2 separate regions of the Mus musculus genome follow, and region 2 is linked to region 1. The links are chromatin contacts, called in public Micro-C maps. All regions are on one chromosome and are shown on one strand. The core of a region is the stretch at or near the end of the contact, and the rest is flanking DNA. Distances in the headings are between cores, read along the strand shown.

Region 1 (6,530 bases), core at 2,565-5,064:
GGAAAGGAAATGCACACAATTAAAGGTGTGCACATGTAAACATATAATTACAGATGTGAGCTGAGCCATGAAGGAAAGAGGATGTTGCAGTGAGCGTTGATGCTGAAGACTACCTGCTGGAGAAGGCGCTTGCAAGAGTCTGAATTTTCCCTGAGACTCAAGATGACTCACCACCTTTCCCTTTTCCTTTCTTTAAAACAAAACAAGACACAACCAGTTGTCTAGACTGACTCTGAACTTGAGATCCTCCCCTTTCACTCTCCAGAGCGCTTAGATTGTAGGTGTGCCTCACGGTGCCAGCTCACAGACCGTCGTTTCTTCACCTATAGGAAGTATAGGTAAGCACTGCGAACAGTGCAACTCGGTAAGGATCAGCAGGGCCGCTGGGCCTTGCCTGGGTGTACGCTGCAGTCATTGCCAATTTGCAGGAAAGGAAACTGAGGCACGGGGAAGCACAGCAACTTCATGACCTCCCACCAGGATAGAAGCCAGAGAATCAAGGTGACACTGGGCTTTAGCGTTCTACTTCCCCAGATGGGGGCCGGCCGTACCTTGATGGCTTCCTACTGGTGGCAAGAAGTTTCCAAGATGCCCCCAAGGTCCTCCACAGTTCTATTTTTCCTCCTTTCCAGCTGCCAGAATGAGGCCAGAGGCTCCCAGTGAGGCTCTACATTCCCAACCCAATGACATCATCCAAGACCTGTCCAGCTGGCAGTGGACAGGCGGGGCTGGCTACCCCAGCATCCTTTTAGCTCTATATCAAAGCAGAGATGCTTGCAGGGACTACTGAGGACAGCTGTCCTCCCAGGCCACTGTGGAAAACCATAAGAGCCCTGTGGCCTCTGTGTAGAGGTCCACTTGCCAGAGGACAGGAAAATTCATAAGGAAACAAAGGGAGCAACTTGATTCTCAGAGCTAGCAGAGCCAGGCTGCTGCCTGGACCCCCAGCAGAAACTCTGTTCCCAAACTGAAGTGGTGCACACACTAGCCTCCCAGGGGCAAGTCAGGCACAGGTACAATATGCACTTGGTAGAGATTAGACAAGAGCTGTGGGCTGGGAGAGCGCTCCACCGCCAGCTGCTGCTGCATCTGGAGTCCCCATCTCTGCTGCTCTCAGTGGAGAAGTATGCTGGGCTTGGGGGTCTGCTCATTGGATGTTTCCTCTCCCCTGCTCCCCACTCAAAAGACAGAACAGATTGGAGGAGGCAGGCTAATAGCATCTTGGTGACAGCCCAATTTTCATTTCTTATGGAAGGGCCTCACATCAACCCTGAGTCCCTGTTCCCTCCTCAGAGCCCTCCTCTCAAGCCCCTACGCTGCCCTTTCCATTTGAGGAAATGCAGGCAGACCAAAATCACCCCCTTCCTAACTAGTCTGGACCACACGTTCTGCTAATCACCCTGGCTGGGAAGGTTTTCCAAGAAAAGGCACAGGGAGATGAGGCCCCTGGTAGCCCGAGCACACTGGACCTTGCTATCTATCTAGTCCCGCTTTGTCTGGAAGCCCTGTTCGCAGCTCCAGCTGGTCCTGGGAGTCAGTGATGTAATTGCCACGGCCTTAGGAAGCACACCACCTCTGGTTTTCCTACGTGGATGTAGATAGTGTTAACATTAGGGTTAGCAGTAGGATCATCGGTGAGGTTGTGAAGTGTTGGAGTTAAAGTTGAGTTGGTTTCAACCATCCTTTGCTCTACCAAAGACCCAAGAAAAACCTCGTTGAGAGGAAAGGATCTTTGGCTCATGGGTTCTCAGGTTGCAGTTCAGAGCTGACTGTCCCCATTGTTCTCAGACCTCTGGTGAGGAGGGAACATGACAGAGGAAGTTGAGGTGGCAGCATAAAGTCACATCACCACACAGTAGCCAGGAAGCAGGGAGTGGGAAGAGAGGAAGGACAGGAGGCTGATTGACCCCCCAGGGATACGTGGTTCGTTGACTTACATCTTCACACTAAAGCTTCCCTCTTAAGAGTTGCTCAGCCAGGAGCCTATACATGGATAACCTGTGGAGGAGGTTGGGTCCCTCATCGTTGTAACTTGACAGTTCCAAGGATGGTACTGACATGACATGGTGACACGACCCTTCAGAATCAGTGTTTCTAAGAGGGTCATCTGCCCATGGCCAACTATGCCAAAGCCTTTGAAGTGGGAGAGCATCATTGCTACAGATGGCCATGAGAGCAACCAACTCTAAGGTGACAGATGTGATCTCCTGGGTCCCTCCGTTTCCTCCAGGACCCCAGAACAGAGAGAGTTTCTCCTTCATACATGGCCCTCTGTCAGGGAGTGGAGGTAAGCTCCACACCACATGACCCAGCCTAAATTCCCAAAATCTTCCTGACTCGACAGGTGCTTCAGAGGTTTGAGAAGCTATGGTTTCGTCCATCCCCCTGCCTCCACTCCTGGCCCCAATTCTCTGTATCGGTTTTCTGGTCACGGCCACAGAATACCTGACATAAGGAGAATAAGAATTTACTCCGCTCCCATTTTCTGAGTGTTCAGTCCATCATGAGGTAGCACTGGGCTTTGGGGGTCCACTGTGAAATAACCAGCATGTGGGAGGGAACATGTAGAGAAACCGGGGGTTCACTCCATGGCAACAGGAAGCAGAATAGAGCCATAACAGGAAGGGGCAATACAACACAGAGCCTGGACAGACACACTTCCAGGGAGCTATTCCTCAGACCAGGCCTCTATCCCAGTCTTGGTATCTTCCAAAAGTCTACTCATATTTTAGATCCATCAGTGATTTAAACTATGCATTGGGTCCAAGTCCTCATGATCTAACCCTGGTGGTCCTTGAAGACCACCCAGACATGTGGTTTGCTAAGTTCTGGAATGTTCTCAGTCCCGTAAAGGTGACGATAAACATTAACTATCAAGTGACCCAGTCGCCTCTCCAGCCCCGGCCTCTGAGTCTCGGAGAAGTAAGCAGCACACTGAGGCTTAATGTTCCCGATATCGCTGGCTTTCCAGTTCAAATATGATATATTATGTTGTGGTTTAAGATCCCCTAGGACTGCAACAAAGATGTAGCCAAAAGCTGGGTGTTTTGCTGGGGTTAGAGTTTCTAGCTGGGTTATGATCAGGCTAACTTGACTTCAGGGTTCAGACCCAGTTGAGTTGGAGACAGTTTGAGACAGACTCTCTCCCCATCTCTTTCCCTCTCTCCTTGTTAAAACTGGAATGGAAGTTTTCATACTGGCTATGAGCAGGCTACTGAGAGGAAGACCAGAGAACTTTTTAACCTAGAAGAGCGTCAACTGAAGTGAGTTTTCAAATGAAAATACCAAACTATGATGTGCCTGGTGAACTGCGTGTGCACACATGGCACACATGGGACAACTTGCTGCTCTTGTCAGGCTTGGGTGTGGGGACCCAGAGACTGAAGCAAGTGCACTGTGTATAGTGTGTGCACAGGAAGGTCAGTATGACTATGTGCATGTGTGAATATTTAATGCAGTGTGTATGCATGAGAATGCATTTCAAATACAGTGTGCTCATGTGCCTATGTGTGCAGTGAGTATACAGTATGTGCATGAGTGTGTGTGTGCATGAGTGTGTACAGGAGGTAGTGTGTCTATGTACATGGGAGTATGTATGTGAGAATATACAGTGCAGTATGTGCACGTGACCATGAATAACAAATATAGTGTGCCAGTCCGTGTGTGTGTGTGTGTGTGTGTGTAGATAATTGTACATGGTGAGTGTGTGCGGTGCTCAGGTTTTTGCAAATAGGTGCTTGTACAATGTTCCTGAGCCTGCTTTTCCCTCTCTCCCTGTTCTTCTGTCACGCTAAAGCCTCATTAATGTGCAGAGGGTGTTGAAGTCAGAGCCTGGATGAGTCACCGCTGAGCTGCAGACAGTGGAGGCCGCTGAGCTGTGGACAGTGGGGGCCGCTGAGCTGTGGGCAGTGGGGGCCGCTGAGCTGTGGGCAGTGGGGGCCGCTGAGCTGTGGGCAGTGGGGGCCGTGCTGGGTAGGGCCTCCCCACTGGCCTCCGTTCTCAGCCAGCCTTCTCACCACACACACCCACCTTCCCTGGGGTGGGGTGGTGTCAGCCTAGCGGCTCTTTGGGAAAGAGACTTAACTCCAGAGGCTATGGATGTTTTTCTCTCTGCAGACCTCAGCAGAGGTTGGCAGGACAGACACTCTTTCCAAGATTGCCCTTCTCAGCACCCTGTGAATATTGATCTGTGCCCCCGGTGCTCAGTCTACCCATGCAGGTGTCTCTCACATGTGACTCTTTATTGGGGAGCTACCTGCCCCCAACAGAATCACCATCCTTTCCTATACAGCCAGCTTGCCCTTCTGGGTATGGCACGGAAGACCCAAGCACCACACAAGGTCTCATGACAAGGTCTCAAGACAAGGGTCTCATGAGGCAGGTGAATAACAGGAGTGCTTCAGGCAGACAGAAGCACCACTTGAGGTGTCTCTGTAGACATGGGGATTGCCTGAAATTACCACATTCGTGAATTGGGGTGCAAACCCCACAGATCTGCATGCTGACAGCCCAGGGCTTGCTACAGGGTGGGAGCTAGGGAGACACATCCTAAATGGAGACTGGGTAACAACCAGGCAGAGAAGTCAGTAGTTTCAGGAATACATGACTAAGAGAGCTACTCCAGGAGCAGGCTTAAATGGAAAGAAGAGCTAACTGCAAAGACCCTCTGTCTCAGGCAGTGGGATTGGCTGAGGAGGGCAAGATTGGATGGCCGCAGATGAGGCCTCTGGCTGTAGGATGGAGGTGGGGTTCTGTTCTCAGTGAAATAGGAAGCTGGGAAACAGTCAGAAAAGGGTGATGGTGTTATGAGTCACATTCCAAGGCAGGAGGCCTCTGTAGGGGACCAGAGAGCAGCAGAACACCTTCCCTGTTGAAAGGAGACCCACGGTCTTTAGAGACAGCTCCTCAATGACTCCAGGCTGGATCCTTATTTGTACTTAGCAGTGCTGGTGGCCATCTCTTATGCACCTCAGACCGTGTGCTCACCGAATCCTCTCCACATACTCTGAAGACAACGATGCTAGCCTGCTTATCAGGCAGCCCCAAATAGCACATTCTTCCTCTCCAGGGTGGTTTGCTCTGTAAGGGCTGACTTACATGTACCTGGGGCAATGTATGTACATTGACAGACTATGGTTACAAAGAAGGGGAGATATAATTCTGTTTTGCAGAGAAGAAAAGTAAGGCAGACATGCTAAGGCACTGGGTCTTCCATCTCCCCCAGCCAAGATTAGCTACGCAGTGTGGTAGGTAACCTTGACTTAGAATCACCTAAGATACATGCTTTTGAGTATGTCTATGAAGGAGTTTCCAGAGAGGTCTGACTGAGGTAGACGACTGCATGGGTCTGAATGTGAGTGGCACTATTCTGCTTGGAAAAGTACTTTCTCCCTTTCATTCACAAAAAGGAGGAAGCAAGATGTTCTATTAGCAGATCCCTCTGAAATAAAATACCCTCTCCTGGAAGGAGAGGAGAGGCTCACAAAACTCGGGAAATAAATGAAATTTATAAGGCATAGGAAACTTATGTAAGTTCTAGGAGTCAAAAGACATCTCCCCAAAGTTATAAAAATCAGTATAACTTTGCTAGGAGAGGAGCCTATCTCTGGGGGAGGCAGTCTGCAAGAGGAGCAGGGAGCATGCCGGTCTCCCAGCTGAGTTACAGTCATTCGTAACTCCTTACAGATCTCATAAGGGGCCCTCACTCAGATGCCTGTGGGTAAAGCTGAGAAGCTCACAGTTTATTACATTGGCTTGAATGTACTTATTCTTTAGTCTGTCATCAGTGTCCTGTGTGGGGCGAAGAGACATTTGTTCATGTCTCTCTGGGAAAACACACACAACACAAGAGTACTAGCATTTACCGCTCTTCTTCCTGGGTGCAGGTACAATGTGGACATTTGATTCACATTTCCGGCCACCAAAACTGTGATAGTTTGTATATGCTCGGCCCAGGGAGTGGCACTATTAGTGGGTGTGGCCTTGTTGGAGTGGGTGTGGCCTTGTTGGAGTGGGCATGGCCTTGTTGGAGTAGGTGTGCCACTGTGGGCATGGGCTTTAAGACCCTTATCCTAGCTGCCTGGAAGCCAGTCTTCTCCTCAACAGCCTTCAGATGAAGATGTAGAACTCTCAGCTCCTCCTGCGCCATGCCTGCCTGGATGCTGCCATGCTCCCACCTTGAAGATAATGGACTGAACTTCTGAACCTCTAAGCCAACCCCAATCAAATGTTTTCCTTATAAGAGTTGCCTTGGTCATGGTATCTGTTCACAGCATTAAAACCCTAAGACAACAACTGAAGCCCCATTGGCTGCCATGCCCTCTCCTCCACGAACTGGACTCTCAACTGTGAAGCAAAACAAACACTCCTTGCTTAATTTGCCTTTGTTTGTGTTTTTGCTGCTGCAGTAAGATAACAACAGCAACTACTACAGCACGTAAGTACAGAGGAGTGGGACCTTAGCATGTGGCCCTTAAGCTTTGAACTGTGGGATATTCACCAAGGAAATCTTCAGACATAGAGTGGAGCTG
Region 2 (6,586 bases), core at 744-3,243, 85 kb after region 1:
TCCTTTAGTGAATCTCCACCTTGTTTCTTTGCTAGACGGTTACAGTTACTTCTATATTCATTTTGTGTTCGCGTGTTTGCTTGAGCAGGACGCAGTACTCACCTGTAGGTTGATGACAACCTACCAGAGTTGGGCTGCTTCTTCCCATGCGGGAAGTGGGAGTTGAACTCAGATGACAAATGCCTTTATCCATAGAGACATCTGAAAGGCCCCGCCTCGTTTTTTGAGACAGCCTCTCTCGCCGAACCTGAAGCTAACCAACTGGGTAAGAATGGCTGATCATGGAGCTCCAGGGACGATTGTCCCCACCCCCCAGTGCTAGGATACAGCCCATCTTTTTATAGGTGCTGGGATCTTCAGGCCTGTACAGCAAATATTTTACCTCCCAAGTCATCTCCCCAAGCCCCCCAACATACTCTGTGGTCTGTAGCATACGCAGAGACCTGCGCACCTGCAGCTCCAGCTCCTGCTCTCATAGGCTGCAGGCTATGTCATGCTCACTCCTGCCCCACCTCCCAGCGTCATTCCTTCAGATGACATCTTGCTGTGGACTGGCCTGGGGACTGGGGACATAGTACTTCTCCCACAGGGATCAGCTTAAGCCTGCCACCCTCTAGGAAAATTGCAAGTTGTCTCGGCCCCTCCTGAGTGCCTTGTGCCTCACACTGTATTTGCAAACACCAGAGAATCGGGATAGAACACTTAGTACCCTTTACAAAATGTGTGAAAACATGCAGTTGCTGTAAAAACTCTTTTTCGAGAAAATAAGATCCAATTAGTGTTGACTTCTGCGTCAGGAAAGCCAGAGTTTCAAAGGAATCCCCTCTGCTCATTCAGCTACTGCCGTCTTCAGGGCTGGCCTGCTCTGGGCTGTTTGATGGAACCTCCAAAGCTGAAGAAATCCATACCATAGATGGCTTGTAGGTGGGGACATAAGGTGGGTGGTGCCTGCAGGGTCAGTGGAATGGAGAGCTATGTGATGAAACTGGCTTTGGTAGGGTTTTTTTTTTTTTTTTAATGTTTTATTTAATTCATTCTCTCTCTCTCTCTCTCTCTCTCTCTCTCTCTCTCTCTCTCTCTCTCTCTCTGTGTGTGTGTGTGTGTGTGTGTGTTTAAGTCGGTGTGAGTGGGTACCTCTTAGTCAACCTCTTAGTCAATGGACACATTTTGGATACTGGTTTGCACCTTCCAGATACGGGACTAGAACTCTGGTCCTCAGGCGCTGCAATAAGTGTCTTTTCTCGCTCAGCCATCTTGTTTTGCTAGTTTTAAAGGCTGATAACAGAGAAGAAATGTAGATTAAAAGTGACATATAAGACTGGAGGTCACAGCCGGGCGTGGTGGCGCACCCCTTTAATCCCACTTGGGAGGCAGAGGCAGGAGAATTTCTAAGTTTGAGGCCAGCCTGGTCTACAGAGTGAGTTCCAGGACAGCCAGGGCTACACAGAGAAACCCTGTCTTGAAAAAAAAAAAAGGAAGAAGACTGGAGGTCACTGAGCTCTAGCCCCAGGCCTGGAGTTGTCAAAACCTGGGCAGTGTAGGGTAGCAGCTGACTCCTTTCAAATGACTTCCTATAAGCTCCCAACACTGCTGTCTTTTCCTCTCCAACACAGGTGACAAAGTGCAGAGGCAGCTTGCGCCCACTGCTGAATGGTGACCTTTCTGGCGAGCGTTAGGCCGAGGAGGCGGCCTACGCGGAATAAAGGGGGGATCCGAGTGCCTAATTGTCAGGCCACTGCAGTAGCCACGGCTGTCCCTGGCAAGTGAGGCTTCCTCGAGTCCAGGAACCTACTGCCAGCCGGGCCAGGGCAGTAGCCAGAGCTGGAGCGCTTCCAGGGGCTCGCGCGCCACTTGCCCCCCAACGGAGGCCCGGAAGGCGCAGTACGGCCCGCGCCCCGCCTCCGCCGGCGCCCCCTCGCGCCCCGGGTGGGCCCTGCAGGGCGGCGCGGCCCGGAGGCGGCGGGGAAGGCGGGGCGCCGAGGCCGGGCGGGCCGGGGCGGCGCCGAGCCGGGCCGGAGCAGGGCGCAGGGTGCTGGGCGGCCCGGCCGGGGTCGTGGGGGGGAAGATGGCGAGCGTGGGGCTGCAGTTCCAGGCCAGCGCCGGGGACGCGGACCCCCAGAGCCGGCCCCTGCTGCTGTTGGGCCAGCTGCAACACCTGCACCGCGTGCCCTGGAGCCACGTCCGCGGGAAGCTGCAGCCCCGGGTCACCGAGGAGGTGAGCGGGCCGCGGCCGCCATGCGCCTGCCAAGCCCAGGCCCTGGGCCACGGGCCCCGCCTCGCCCGCGCGCCCCGCCGGGCCCAGGGCGCAGGCCCGCGACAGGCCTAGCCGTCTGTCCCCAAGGCCCTGGCTGCAGCGAGGCCCGGCCTGTGTCGCCGGCCTGCCCGGGCCGAGCCACCTGCTTCCGCGCCTCTGGGCCGGGCCCTGCAGAAGGCCCAGTGGCGGCTTTCCGCGTGGCCTCTGGCCTCGAGACCCGCTTCCATGGCCACTAGCCAGGGCCCAGGAGCCGGGCCTCCAAGTGTTTGAAGCAGAGGGTCCCCAGACAGGCCTTGCCAGCGCGAGGCGCAGTCCCACGAGGGTGGTAGGGTACCAGAGAGCCACACATGCCTGGTGGCAGCGGCTAGGGTGCCTTAGACAAGCAGGCGTGGCCCGCAGGGCGCATCTAGCCACACAGCACACGTGTTGAAGCCCGGTCCGTCTCATATCTCCTTTCTAATCCAGCTCTGGCAGGCAGCTCTGGCCACGCTCAACCCCAACCCCACAGACAGCTGTCCTCTCTACCTGAACTGCGCCACAGTGGCAGCTCTGCCTTCTAGGGTGAGCCGGCATAACAGCCCGTCCGCAGCCCACTTCATCACCAGGCTCGTGAGAACCTGCCTGCCTCCTGGAACCCACCGGTGTATCCTGGTGAGTGCTGGGCCGGTGAGTGTACCCCAGCCCGTGGCCCACCTCAAGCACAGCAGGCTGGCCCGTGTGATCTCCCATTCTAACCCTTCAACCACCGAGTGATTTACACCGGATCGGTTTGCGTGACAAATCAGAGATGCCAGCCTAGATTTATTGAGGCCTGGGCTTATGTCTGTGCCCTGCTCATCTGTCTGGGAAAGAGTGGACAACATCTGGTGGCAGACATTTTTCTCACGCAGCCTCAGGTTACTGGGGGGGCACAGCCGTCTGGGTTTGTAGAGCTGCTATTGGGAGAGTCCTGGTGGTGTCCCTTTGTGGCTTCAGCCCCACCTTGCTTCTCTCTCACTACAGATGGTCTGCGAACAGACTGAGGTTTTTGCCTCTGCCTGTGCCTTGGCACGGGCCTTCCCACTCTTCACACACCGCTCAGGGGCATCCCGGCGCGCAGAGAAGAGGACAGTCATGGTGGAGTTCTTCCTGGTGGGACAAGACAATGGCCCAGTGGAAGTGTCCACCTTGCAAGTGGGTATCTAGAGGCAACATGCCTTCTGGGAGCACAGGTGGAGAGCTCTTCTCTTCTCTCCCCCTGGGAAGAGCTACAGTGCTTTTCGGGAATCCCAAAAAAGGGTCTTGGGTTGTATTTTCAGGTCTCCGTTTGGTGCAGCTGTGATTTGATTATGCATAGTTGTCCCCTTAAGTGGGGAGCACTTTTGTGTGTGACAGTGGGAGCACCTTTACGTGTTAGGTGGGGAGCACCTTTATGTGTTTCGTCTCACTGGAGCCTCAGAGGAAACTCAGGCAGGCTGAAAACCACTGCCAGCCTGTCAGGCAAGGGAGGTGCCTGACCTAGGTTGCCTTCCGTTGCCTTGACCCGGCTTCCACCCAGCAGCCAGAGGCCAACTTGTCCCTCCACTTTGGCTTCAGGAAGGCTGTTGCTTGAGCCTCAAGCAAGCACCCTACTTGAGGGCTTTGCCCTCTGTCTCCCTGATACAGTTAAAAGGGGGCGGTCCTCCATGTCTGCCATCTCGTGTCAGCTCTCTGTTTTTGAAAACAGTCTAGTTGCTTTGCTGGTTTTAACCCCCTTTCTCTTCCAACCCACCCAGGTCTAGTTTGGGCCCCTTCTCTTTTTCTGAGGGCCACGATGTGTCCGTCTCTCCTTGAAGCATACCCCCCAATTCTCAAGCCTCTTGTCCCAACTGCCCTCCACCCTCTTACTTTCTCTTTCCAAACTCTCTGGCCTTGGTGTCTCAACTCTGCAAAGTTTCCACTACTTGTGGCCTTCATCTGGCAGTGGGCACTGAAGACCATGTCTGCCTGCTAATTCTCGGGGGTCCCTTCTGGGCTTCCGCCTCACCTCCTGCCAGCCGCTCACGTCTGGGCACTCTGTGGTGATAAGTGCCTCCTCTTTTTCCTCACCAGGGTATCCCCCACGATGCCCACCCCTAGAGCTCTGTCTGGGTCCTGTAGACTTTTAATCAGTTGCTTTGTCCTTGTCTCTACTGACATCTCTCCCAGTTATCGGAGAGTCCATCACATTGCCTGCTGTGTAGCAAGCCTCACATAAACCCACGAGAAAGAAGTGAGTGGATATTTCTTCTCTTGTCAGTGAGACCGAGGTTGAAATGCTCTTCACTCTCATCCTTTGCTTAGTGAGAACTCGGTGGAGGGTCTGCGGGGTTAGACTGCCTCCCTTGAGGCCAGTCCTCGGCCCAACACACATCCCACGCAGGCCACCGGCTGCTGACAGGTGGCAGGGGCTCACAAGCACAGCTCATATCTGAGCTGTCAGCTCCCTGGTCTCTACGCAGAGCCTTCGAGGTTTAATTACCTGGGACAGGCAGCGGCTCTTGTGATGGTCAGACAGCGGGGGCGGTGGCCGGCTGGCAGAATCGACTTGCGCCTGCCCTCCTGACATACAAGTCCGGGGGAGGTGATGATGAACTGCAAGCTAAAGCCCCGCGCCCCCGCAAGCCCCTTAATATCTGTTTCTTCCGGCCAGTACAGAGGCACTGACGTAGTCAGTTATCCCTGGCTTCTGAGACTTTGGGCACATGATGGGATTAAATGGAGGTGGAGGTCTGCTCAAGTCAGCTATGAGGAAGGCCCTGTGGCAGAGAAAGATGGACAGGCAGGAGTCTAGGTCTGGGGTGGCTCTGCAGAGACCTGGAGCCACCTGTCTCTGGGTACATCTAGCATCTACAGACCCAATTGGGCTGTCCCCAAGTTGTCCTTACTACAGAGCTAGGAGTCTGGTGGGGTCTGTTGTCTCAAGCTCCTTTCCTCTCCTGGGTCCCCTGAGGCTAATGAGCTCTCTAAGACAGAACATGGTCCCATTCCTTCTACAGCAATGCCCTAGTAGACCATTCAGTGACCAGGAGGACAGGGTGACAGGCCTCTGTTCCTCCAGAGGGCTCATGGAAAGCAACCTTCTCAACATTGTAGGGTGATGTTTTGAGGGATTCTCAAAGCACCTGCTCCTTCCATACCCATACCTGTGAACCGCCTGAAGCATTCTTCTAGAGTGTTAGATCTTTGATGTCTGTGGTCCACAGGGAACTGGATGGGATGGGGCGAGAACATCCCTTCCCACCCTGCCCGTGGGCCCCAGCGATGAACTTGACTCTTCTTCCCTAGTGTTTAACCAATGCTACAGAAGGTGTCCGACTAGCAGCTCGCATTGTGGACACGCCGTGCAATGAGATGAACACAGACATCTTCCTTGAGGTTCGTGGTCTTATCCTGATAAGCTGAGGTGGGATAGTTTTCAGATCACAGTGACGGCAAGAAAGCCTTAAGTTTTTCGGTACCTTTTCTGGCCTGGAAGTCCCAAGGCTGTGTTCATCAAATCCTGGTGTCCGTTTTGCTCCAGAAGGTCAGCATCCTTAGCTGAGGACATGCATGGGTGGGATGGGTCCTCACTGAGACCAGCTGCAGGAAGCTGAGTTTGCAGGGCCAGACCCCCCCCACCCCCGCCCGGGCTTAATCATGGGAGGCACAGCCACTGGCCCCAAGGTAGTTCCTTTCCCACCATGAAGCCATGGATAGACTCATCTTTGGCGTGAAGCCCAGCCTCGCCTTGAGTCAAGCCTTTTTCACGTGTCTCGTGCTGTTGATTTTTCCATGAATCTGTCCAGGAGATTATCCAAGTTGGAAAGGAGCTGGGTATCACCCCCACCATCATCCGCGATGAGCAGCTAAAGACCAAAGGATTTGGAGGTGTGTAGAGCTTCCTCCCCACCACAGTTCTCACTGTCAGGAGAGGCTGGGGGAACCTGAGTGGCAGGGGTAGCATTGGGAGCATTTGGCACAGGGTCCTCAGTCTCCTCCTGCTGGGGATGTGAAGGGAATGGAATCAGCCTGGGTCCCAGGCCAAGACCAGAGCTTAGGAGACAGAGCATCCCTAGGGGAGGCAGGGGCAGCCTTCCAGGTTCTGCTGCTGATCCTGGGAGTCACTGGACCCACCTCCTTCCCATCTTCTGTCTCTGGCCTCCCATGCGCTTGCTCAGAGCCAGCTCAGTGAGGCCTTCCGTTCCTCGATTGCACATGTTCATGGCCACTTTCAGGGTCCCAGTGGATAGTGTTCTCATACCGAACATATTTCCTGTAAGTCAGGGGCTGTCCTGGCCTACATGTCTCTCGTAAAGCTACCTCCTTCTCTGATCTCTACATAACCAGGAATTA

The links. A called contact is a pair of places that touch in the nucleus more often than the background predicts.
Region 2: a Micro-C map of muscle stem cells shows a contact between it and region 1, with 4 times the contacts expected there. The contact joins the promoter of Npepl1 here to the enhancer-like site in region 1. A contact is called at or near these places in 1 of 15 datasets of contacts at CTCF or cohesin (CD8 T cells), 6 of 484 Hi-C or Micro-C datasets (bone marrow-derived macrophages, embryonic stem cells, erythroblasts and 3 more), 2 of 115 datasets of contacts at active chromatin or transcription factors (intestinal villus epithelium and pancreatic cancer cells) and 1 of 9 other capture datasets (pancreatic islet).

What each region holds. Positions count from the first base shown.
Region 1 is chr2:174,021,812-174,028,341 of GRCm38.p6, forward strand. Gm30143 (a long non-coding RNA gene) reads left to right here. Exons shown (of 3, transcript XR_375369.1): 3 at 54-117. Among named protein-coding and RNA genes, the nearest start is that of Gm30143, 5.8 kb to the left of the region's middle. Within about 2 kb of position 3,815, at least 32 of the 459 cell types and tissues checked have an H3K27ac peak or open chromatin away from gene starts, as enhancers often do. A contact at or near this core is called in muscle stem cells, pancreatic cancer cells and pancreatic islet, where this site is marked.
Region 2 is chr2:174,108,358-174,114,943 of GRCm38.p6, forward strand. Npepl1 (aminopeptidase-like 1) reads left to right here and starts at 1,994. Exons shown (of 12, transcript NM_213733.2): 1 at 1,994-2,215; 2 at 2,720-2,905; 3 at 3,257-3,427; 4 at 5,540-5,629; 5 at 6,040-6,121. The coding sequence starts at 2,066.